Linked DNA regions of Rattus norvegicus: region 1 is linked to region 2. The links are chromatin contacts, called in public Hi-C maps. All regions are on one chromosome and are shown on one strand. The core of a region is the stretch at or near the end of the contact, and the rest is flanking DNA. Distances in the headings are between cores, read along the strand shown.

The links. A called contact is a pair of places that touch in the nucleus more often than the background predicts.
Region 1: a Hi-C map of Schwann cells shows a contact between it and region 2, with 1.8 times the contacts expected there. The contact joins the enhancer-like site here to the promoter of Osbpl1al in region 2. A contact is called at or near these places in 3 of 12 Hi-C or Micro-C datasets (Schwann cells, frontal cortex and prefrontal cortex).

Annotation. Positions count from the first base shown.
Region 1 is chr18:4,335,222-4,340,685 of GRCr8, forward strand. It overlaps Osbpl1a (oxysterol binding protein-like 1A), which reads right to left. Exons shown (of 28, transcript NM_172023.1): 5 at 4,553-4,664. Among named protein-coding and RNA genes, the nearest start is that of Osbpl1a, 31 kb to the right of the region's middle. Within about 2 kb of position 2,195, at least 25 of the 93 cell types and tissues checked have an H3K27ac peak or open chromatin away from gene starts, as enhancers often do. A contact at or near this core is called in Schwann cells, where this site is marked.
Region 2 is chr18:4,284,582-4,289,564 of GRCr8, forward strand. It overlaps Osbpl1al (oxysterol binding protein-like 1A like), which reads left to right and starts at 1,855. Exons shown (of 3, transcript XM_039097409.2): 1 at 1,855-3,821; 2 at 3,909-4,011. The coding sequence starts at 1,961. The coding sequence ends at 2,959. All of the region lies in intron 15 of Osbpl1a (oxysterol binding protein-like 1A), which reads right to left.

The sequences.
Region 1 (5,464 bases), core at 945-3,444, 51 kb after region 2:
ACTTAGTGCTCCACCCATTACATGTCCTATATGTAATCACATGGACCAAAAATGCACACTGGAGAGCATTCAACTGAAGGGCACACCTGTCTTTCCAACAACCCCTCCTCATACACACACGGTTGCTGAGGTACAAGTCTCACTGTGGTGCTCTGCAGGCCTGGAACTCACTATAAAGAAAGACCAAGCAGGCTGCAAACTTGAGGCCGCATTCCCTTCCTTAGTCATAGCTACTCCTCTTCAGTACAGGCATTACATAAAGCAGAGCTGGCATGGCGTCTCAAACAACAGCGACTGGGAGAGACGACAAGCACAATGTGAAATTATGCATTAGATCTAGATTGGGAGATGTCACGTGGACAGCTGATAAAATATGTATATGAAATGTACAATATATTACAAAAGGCTGAGTGATCCTTATCTAAAATTCCTGAATTTAAATAAAGTGTTTTGAGTTTTAAAAAAAATTGTAAACTTTTGGGGTTTAAAATTTCAGAGATTTTTGTGTGTTTGTTTTGTTTTCTAGATTTTGGAATATTTGCAAACTTTACCAGTAAAGTCTTCCTAATCCAAAATTAGAAATACTCAAAGGCCCTTCACTTTTTAGGCATCGTGGCGTTCAGAAGCTTTGGAATGTGGAGCCACGTCGATTCCAGTTGGGGATGTTCAGTGTGTACTTTATTATTCATGCATGAGTGTTTTACCTGCAATATGTACACACACACACACACACACACACACACACACACACACACACACACACACGCCTATACCGTGTGGGTGCTGGGATAGACTTGGGTCTTCTGTAAGAACAGCAGTGCCCTTGGCTGCTGAGACGTCTCTGCAGCCCCTCAATCTGTCTATTAGGCCGTATTTTCTGATGTTGATTATCACAGAGTCAGCCTTTGGCGCTCATGGGTCCTATCTCAGGTTTAAATGAAACAGAATACGAAGAGCCTGTCCTGAGCCCCGTCCTGAGCCCCGTCCTGGCTAGTGCTTCCGGAGTACGACACGTCTGCTTACACAGCATCACACTGCGCGGGTACCATGCACGCTGTAGAGACGATAGACTGATCTTCCCACGGGGCTATCAGTGCCGTCCACTGAGGACAGAGGAAGATTCTACACAAAAGTACTGGGACAACTGGTTCTTACAGGGAAGGACCCCTCAGAGCAATGCAACTTCAACTCAAAGTGGCGAGCAGGCTTATAAGAGCCAAGACTCTTAAGACGGAATATCTCTGTGACATCAGACTAGGAATAGCAAAAACAGAAGAACAAAGGAGGGTGGGAAGCAGAGCAATGGGTACTCATCAATCAAACAACGACATGTCCAATCAAACTGAACTTTTTTTTTTTTTTTTGAGCTGGGGACCGAACCCAGGGCCTTGCGCTTCCTAGGTAAGCGCTCCACCACTGAGCTAAATCCCCAGCCCCCAAACTGAACTTTTTAAGGAAAAAGGCAGCTTCCAGAATGGGAGGAAAATTTTTTTAAAAAATTGTATGTCTGAAAATGGACCTATATAAATAGCTCATAATAAAATAATTTCTGTACACTTTAAAGGTATATGGTAGGCAACCTGTAAACTCCACTCGTAAAAGGCATTTGGATAGCCTTGTATTTTAGAGTTCACAGTTCTAGGATTTTAAGATTCTGAAAGCAAAAACCCACAGAGAGTGTGGGGTTTCATTGTGATTCTATAAGAAAACACCCATTTGTTTATTATTGTTATTACTTCACACAGTACATCCTGAATGTAGTTTCCCTTCCCTCCAATTCCTCCTGGTCCCTCTCCCACCTCCTTCTCCCGGAGATCCAATTCTCCACTGGAGGAGGAGGAGGAGGAGGAGAAGGAGGAGGAAGAGGAGGAGGAAGAAGAGGAAGAGGAGGAAGAAGAGGAAGAGGAGGAAGAGGAGGAAGAGGAGGAAGAGGAGGAGGAACAACACCATGGTGGTACAAGAAGACTATGCACAAATCCTCATGTGAAGGCTGCACAGAGCAACCCAGTATGATGGGAAGGGTCCCAAGCAAAGCCAAAAGAGTCAAAGACACCCCTACTCCCACTGTTAGGAGTCCCACAAGAACACCAAGATCCTACCACAGTGTTGTACACAACCATAACAGAAGGCCTAGGTCAGAACCACACAGGACCCATGTTTGCCGTTTCAGTTTCTCTGAGCCCCCACAGCCTTCCTTAGTTGATTCTGTGGGACATGCTACTGTGGAGACACCTCAAGTGTTCAGAGGCAATGATGTCACTCGGTATGCAAATGTCTTTCTCGTGGTTCAACAACAACAATTAGAACCAACTCAGCATCAAATAATATTTAAAAGATAAACTAGAGGCAAGATGTTTATATGCATAATCTAAGCAAAAGGCAAAAGGCACACAAGTATTCGTGTAATTACTCCTAAACCTTTCTATAGTCTACGAATCAGAAAGACACACACACAGAGAGAGAGAGAGAGAGAGAGAGAGAGAGAGAGAGAGAGAGAGAGAGAGAGGAGCTAGTCCTCACTAGAGCCTGACAGAACACAGAACACCCTTTGTCATGGGAAACTCGCTGCATGTTTCCAGGCAACTCGCCCCTTGGACCCTGCAGAGGGCTCAAAGATACACTCTGCTGTACCCAGCCCATTAGCTAAGACCGTCTCTCTAAACACCATCACTTTAGATACTTAGGTGTGGATTCCTTATGCATATCTCTAGTTCCTGTCTCTGCATGCTATCTGGTTGTCTGGCTTCTGGTCTGCCTACCATCATGGTGAACTGTCCCCAGCACGTCTGGAGTCAGCAAATGGCGACTTAATGATGTCTACAAGTGGCATTATATCTGGAGAAAGTGATCTCATCAGAACAGAATCACTCAATTAAGCCTCTATCCTCTATTTCTCAGGCTAGGAGCACAGGAGCTGACAAACGACATTACCTGTGAAGTCTCTAAGCCTTTGCCTTCACAGCTTGGGTTTGGAGGGGCCTTAGAGCATGTCTTTGCAATCACCCTATTAAATGTCCACCTGTTAGACTAACCCAACTTTCAGTGTATCAGGAAAAGCTCAGCCCTGGGTTCCCATGAGAAAGTAGAATGACAGGACAGGATCAGAAACAGTTACCTCACAATGTGTTAAAGAGCAAAGGCCAAAGCCAATATGAGCCACAAGTCCTTATGCTGCTACAATGCCTGGGAGAAGGTAAGTGAGGATCTGGTTACTCAGTGAAATCTGTGAGTTCAAGGGAAAGCACTGATCTATAGACGTGGGACAAAAATGTCACCCCAAAGATCAGCGAGAAGGTAGCTGGATGTGACTAGTGCACTCCAAACCCACCAATATGTGCAGTATGTATTGATAACGATTCTCTAATATAGGTACCTAACAGTCACTATTTTTAGAACTACAGAATAAGCAAGAAGATTTCAATTGATTAGAAAATTGTTACAAGCAAGACAGTGGGTTTCACATGAATAAAATTACTAACAACTACAGTTACAAAGTTAACACCCTTAAATACAAAGTTGTATTGCCCTTCTCTGAATTGCAAGAAAGAGGAACAGGATATGTGTGAAGGCACAGCTGTTATTTTCAGACCTTATGTGTAAAGTAGAAGTTACCTGGTCTAGCCTTACAGCAAAGCCTGGACCATTCAAAGGCTAATCCCATTACCTAAGCAGGGGAGTGGTTTTGTTTTAAACTGTAGTGGAGAATTTTCTCTGCACTATCAAAGGCTCATACATCTTCTTAAATGCAATTAAATCTCTGGTGTTTATAGCAATTAAACCAATCCATCAAGAACTGAGTGTTGGTATTACAGCACAGTGGGGTCCTGTGGAAGCTGAAGTAAGACAGAAATCTGCTGTGTGGACATACTGATGCACAAGTCCGGACAGCAGTGTCCCTGCCTTCTCCTGTCTCTCATTATCTCACTGCAGCAGCTTATCTAAGCCAGGCTGCCTTGTGTCTGAATTTTCTACTTCTCATTTTGTTATGCACTGAAAATGTATTTTTAACCTGCTATGTTCTTTTATAAGTGAAGATTTTAATAGTCATAAAGTAAATGCTACAGCTTGGATGTGAAATGTTCCCCCAGTCTCTCGTATCTGAACATTTGGTACCCAGCTGCTGTCTGTGTTTTGGGGGCCATGAACATTTGAGAGGTGGGACCTTGCAAAGCAAATGGATAGGTGAAATGGGTCTTGAGTTTCATAACCCAGCCCTACTTCTGGCCCTGTCTCTGCTTCCTGTGCCTCCACAGTAAAAGAACAATCCTATCACATGCTCCCAGCACCACGGAGCCACCTGCATGCCTTCCTGTCATACTGGATTTTAGCCTTTCACACTGAGAGCAAAGGACATCTTCCCTTCCCTATGCTGCTTCTGTCTGCTACTGTGCCACAAGTGACAAGCAGAGTGAGGGGACAAAAACGACACCTAAGCGATGACTCTGTGATGACATCAGCAACAGAGGGGTTTGCCGTCATCCACATCGGTGCCACAAAAGTGTGTTTAAGCACCTGTGGCCTTAGCAATAATAAAAGAAAGCACTGTGCTTACCTTCAAGCATTTGTCTGATTTCTTTGTCATGGGTGGCTTCTTTTGCTGTCTGTCCACTTCCATTTACGACAGTAGTGTCAGCATTATATTCTAAAAGAAGCATTACTAGCTCCTAAACAACAGAGGAATTATTATGTTGTTATTAGGCTACGGCTTTATTATATGACAATCCTTTTTCAAATTAGCGATTGCTATAATTTCTAAATTAGAAAAATATATGTAAGCATCTTATCAAATCAATTATGCCTAAAAATTCTGCTAACAACTTATAATTGCTTAAACAACTCCTAACCCAGAATGAATATATAGACAATTTTTTAGTTGACTTTTAAAAGTAAATGATCTAGGGGCTATGGAGACAGATCAGCAGTTAAGAGAACTTGCTGCTTGTAGCCAGGACCAGGTTCACATCCCAGCATCTACAGGATGGCTCACAGCCATCTGCAATCTCTGCTCCAACAGGCATGAACATGGTATACATTAATGCACGCCGGCAAAACATTCACACACATAACAGGAGAACAAGTAAGTTTAGAGAGAATTCAGTACATTCATTCATTTTTATAAGGCCCGATGAAAATAAGAATGTATAAACTAATTTCAATATTTTAAATATTTTCTAAAATGGACAGAGTGATAGGGCGAATCGCGCTGTTAGAAGTCAATATTCAGGAAGAAAACACTAGTCATGTTTATTCTGCATGGCTAACTTTTAGAGCAATACACAAGTCCAGCAGCACTGGAACACCACACAACCTTAGGCAGTGACACAGAGGGCCCAGCGACAGACACATGGCCATGCCCTAGGATCCCTGCTCCCAGGGAGGGCGGCCACATTCAGCCTGAAACACACAGAGTGAGGTCCTGTCACACCACCCTAGACTTTTCCTCCTTCCTGTAAGGCCATAAAAT
Region 2 (4,983 bases), core at 605-3,104:
ACCATCGTTTGTTTTAAATCTTGGGGAAAATGTGGATTCACTATCACACCATCTATCCAACATTGCCCTGAAAGCCCTTACCAGGAAATTATGGACAAGAAAAAGAAATCCTAAACATAAGGACTAGAACAGAGCACAACTGTCAGGATTTGTAGATCACGAACCAGAGATAATCAGTCTACAGCTATAATTTCTACAACCTTGCTCTCTCTGTCTGTCCACTGTTCTGCTGGCTGTGGTCTGGCTTCTTCCTAAGTGAGCATAAACGTCCTCACACTCAAGAGCCCACTGGCCGCCTGGCTCCAGCAGCTGAGGCTACAGACAGTCCTCACCTGTACTCCTCTACACCCTGGCTCCTGGCCTCGCCTGCTTTGGGGCTCTCCCCTGCTGTCAGGCTGACTTCTCTTGGTGTCCTCCCTGTTCTCTCCTTTCCTCATATTTGCTGTCTACATGTCACTGTTGTTCCTTTGATTTCAAACTTCATGTCTGTGGTATTCCTCACTTTTGGGCCTCTGAGAATGAAGGATGTTGGGGGAAGTACCAATGATTCCTCAGCTTTCATAGGACAAGGAAGGGTGTGTCAACATGTCAAAATCAGAGCTAACTCACCTTCCCACATTCCTATTCCCTACCTATGCAGTAATTTGTACCAGAAAGCTGGGAGTCAGCTGGACTCCACCTTCCCCTTGATGCCTCACATCAATCCAACTTAGGCTTTATGAAATGCCTCTGCTCTGTAACTTCCTCTGCTTATGTAACAAACCTGACTTAGTCCTATTCTGTCTCTTGTATCCCTGTCCCTTGATGTCCTGATTGCAGGCCTGTCCTCCAATTCTCCTAAATAACAAATCTGATCAAATTTCTCCTTGGGTAAAAGTCTTTCAGTGACATTAACTTCTAGCCTAGGTTTAAAACTCTTTAAGCACATTCCACAAAGTCCTTAGGAGAGACCTTGCTTGTCCTCTCCTGACTCTGTTCCAGCCGTTAACTCTGCTAACATTCACCCTTTTGCTTGCTTTTGACTTGTTGCTTCTGTAAAAAATCTTCAGCCTCTGGATCCTGTAGGACTCTCTCCAGAGTACTGAGATAAAAGGTATGAGCCACCAGAGTATTAAGAACTCATCAGTTTATACATCCTATTTTAAATGTGCTTTTATAAACTATCGTATGTGTGAGTAATGCACTTCATTTTATTGTGAAATAACTGAGTTATATTCTCCCATTTTGTACAGTGAAGAAAGAACTGAGCAAAAATACTATGTGGGTCATTTTTACCATCAATGAAATTCTTGAAAATTAATCTATAAAAGGCCCCTAAAGAAGAGCACTGCAGTCTAGCAACTGTATTCACAAGGATTCAACTTCCTTTACGTCCAATCCTGGCAAAAGTAACATGGAGACATAAGCTGAGATAACTGCTCAGTCCTTACATCGAGACTGAACACTTACCAGACCAAAACTGACCTGATCAAACATTGCCTGTGAAGCTCCATCCTGTGGAATGGAGACTTTACACTCTGCCCCCATCATCTACCCTGCACTTTGTCCACCAACACGAATTGCAAGCATTTTTCTCTTTTCACACTGCTTTCTGCCAAGCAATGCCTTCATGAGCCAAATGCCGCCTTTGAATCTAATTAAAGTGAAGAAACTTTTAATAGCTTCTATAACTCTTAAGAGCTATACCAGCTCTACCCTCCCATCTTTCTCTCCGGACCATTTCCCTCCAAAGAAAAAAAATCCAGCCCAACTGAAAACCAGATCCTCGGAATGCCAGGGAGCGAGATGCCAGCGAGCTTAAGCTACAAAGACAGCGTCTGGGTAATGAAAAACCCTTCATCAAAACGTTCGAAAATGAAAGCCCCCGCTATACACAAGACTTCTCTCTCCTCAATCCGCCCATGTACTTCCGCTGGCTCTAGGAATTTCAGCAATCTCTGAAACTGCCCTGGTTAAGTTCATGTCAATGTCAGAGAGACAGGAAAAAAATCACCAACTTGGAAGGTTATTTAGGACAATTGTCTGTCCCAGCCTTACTCCTCCCACTCCAGCCAGGCTTGACCTAATACTAACATATGAATGTGAGACAACAGCCAAGGGCTGTTCCCAGGGGGCTCTTCTAGGAATCCAAGGGACAAACACCAGGCAGAGAACCCACCCCAGCCCTCCCCACTGGCAGAGGAAAGGGGACACTGGGTCTCGTGGCTACATCACCCCGCCCCAGGCAGTAAAGGCTCCATTGGGGTCCGCACAAACCCGTCCAACTATTCTTGGATCAACTCACATCCCTGGATCACATCTGGCTGTTCCCCCCTTTCTTGCCTTGTGCGAGGGCGGCACCCCAGCCCCCATCCACCAGAGCTTCCAGGGAAGGGCTGAACAAGCACACAAACCCACCCACCTGGGCTGGGTCTTGAAGACCCAGGCTGGTGCGCTGCACCCCAGCTCCTCCGCAAGCTTCAGCACAGATGTTTTCGGCCTGCTCTCCTTCCCTCCAGACAATCTGATCGGTGAGGCACGACCCAGGGCAGTACCGCAAGGTCTCCCTAAGTCACCTCTGCGGCCCGCCCCTGGTCCGGCAGCTGCGCCCGCCTTCCCAGCAGCGGTTGAGGTCGAACAGAGGCTCAGCCGGTGGCCCAGTTCTCCGCTGCTTGACCACAGAGGTCGGCGCTGCCCCTCGCCCTGGCCGCTGGGCTCGGCCTCAGACCCGCCCTCCAGGGCTCACCCGCCCGCAGAGTCCCAGCCGGTAGAGCTGAGCCGGCGAGCCGGCGGGCTGTGTGGCCTGCAGCCTACAGCAGGCGGTTCCCTTCCTTGTGGTCACAGTCCCTCCTCCTCTTCCCTGGTGTGTCGACTCCGGGAAGCTCAGGTAGGGACCGCTGCCGCGGAGAGCCTGCCCACAGCCTCTAAGCCGCTGAGATTCTCCAAGGAGAGAAGTAAGGGATCCTGGCTCATAGCGTGAGCGGCGCACACAGGCTCCTGCAAGGTCCTAGAGTGGCCTTGTGCTCAAGCCCTCTCCTTGACAACTTTTAAACGGCCAGCACTCTGCTGCTGAGGAAACTCACTAAGGCGAAAGGCATGCTCTTTGCAGTCTTGGCTGCTGCAGAAGGGCTCACTATCCCTAAAGCAGAGCGAGTCTACATTACTTACTTACACCCCAGTGGGTATGAGCTGAAGCTGAGCAGAGTCAAACATTCTGCTCTGCTAACCACTTAAGAGAGATGGCTTCTCATTCTGAGCAGCCTTGAAGGATAGACAAGGACTGCAGGGGCCGACTTTCCCCCACACAAATACACACTTCGGCCATGCTAATGAGACTTCTGGGTAACTGAGGCTCTGGTGGAGAAACAAAAGGAAACTAACTTGTAAAATGTACACACCTGTTCTCTACCCAGACGAGCAGTTTACCCAGCAGGGCTGCGATCCACAAAACTGGTGTTTATTTAACAAGTCCCAGAGAACCTCGTGTTCCTTTAGATCGGTGGCCAGCTATTTGTAGGCGCACACAGCTCAGTCAGAAAACTTGGAATCCATGTCTGGAAAGTTTCACAGTGTCTTTGAAAATTATAGATTAATAACTGAGAACACTTGGCCATGAAGAGGAGGCCCTGGCTACAAAATTTCCCCTTCAAGCCCAGAGATCTAGAAAAAGAATTCAGCTTACAGAAGGTCCTCACAGCAGGGATAAACAACAAAGGAACTTTGTTTTAGAAGGCAGTTTACAAGGACACTAGAATGGGGGAGGGGCACTGCACTGATCTCTTCACGTGACCCTGCTCATTTGTATCTCGGATTCCAGAGTTGGAAGTGGAACTCCTAAACAGGTACACATCTGCTTAAAGCAGAAGCAGCAGAGTTTATATGTAGACTGGTGTGACTCAAAAGCTGTCTTTCTTTTTTCTTTTGTACAGTCATTGTTCATCCATTCAGACCTCTATTAACCATCTACAACATGCCAAGCCTTATGCTACAGACACACTGAAGAGCCTCGCCTTTAAAGAGCTCTGGCGTGCTGTAAGCAATGATACAATGTGGTAACCAGGAGGGGAGGAGCACCTAACCTAGTTTTGAAGGGTGGAACCTGGGATTAGGACACTGCACTCGTCCTTAGGGCTATCCTGGGAACATTACCAGAGCAGCCAGGGAGAATGTGTTGGTATGGAGAAGGGGACTGGAAGGAAATGATGTCAGACTGAGAGAATTTAGTCAAAAGGGGTGAGGAGAAGGGTCAACCAGAAATAATTGCCATGGTCTCAACTACAGTGATAACTCTATGAATTGGAGAATTCAATTTTAGACAAAATTGTTTTTGAATTACCTCTTACAGAAATATACAAAGTATTACAAAAAAAAAAGCAGCTGGCATATGGACTCAGAGCTCAGGAAATGACTAAGGTCAATATATAAATAATTGTGTATTTCTAAAGAAAGGAGTGGGTACTACCAGTCCAGGAAGAATGCTACAGGAAGACCACCCACATAACTACTAATATATAAGGCACGGACAGTAGGAGAAGCAACACTTCTGAAGGTGAATAAGCAGGGACAGAGCAGCCACAGAGGACAGACGAGAAGCACCATGAGCGGCCCAGCACACACACACACACACACACACACAGAGGTGAGGGCCCAGGACAGACTGAGAATGTGCAGCTAGAATGGGTGTGTGAAGGAGCTACATTCGCCATTAGCGAACTCGAGCCGAGGGACACAAAATGACTGAAGCACTACTGGAAAGCACAGGAAGTTAAATGGACACCAGAGGTTATTCCTTGGAAGAGTGGCGAGCCCACACAATCACAATTTCTCTTCGACAGTATCAGTGTTCTATGCAGAGAAGCAGCACACATTGTAACCTTCCAGATGGTCCAGCGTATCTGCATCTTTCCATTACACCACCATCACCTAGCCACACATCTGGGTCACCTCTCCTCAGCTGCAGGAGGCTTAACACCAAGTGTGATGTTTATAAGTGAGCGTCTAGCA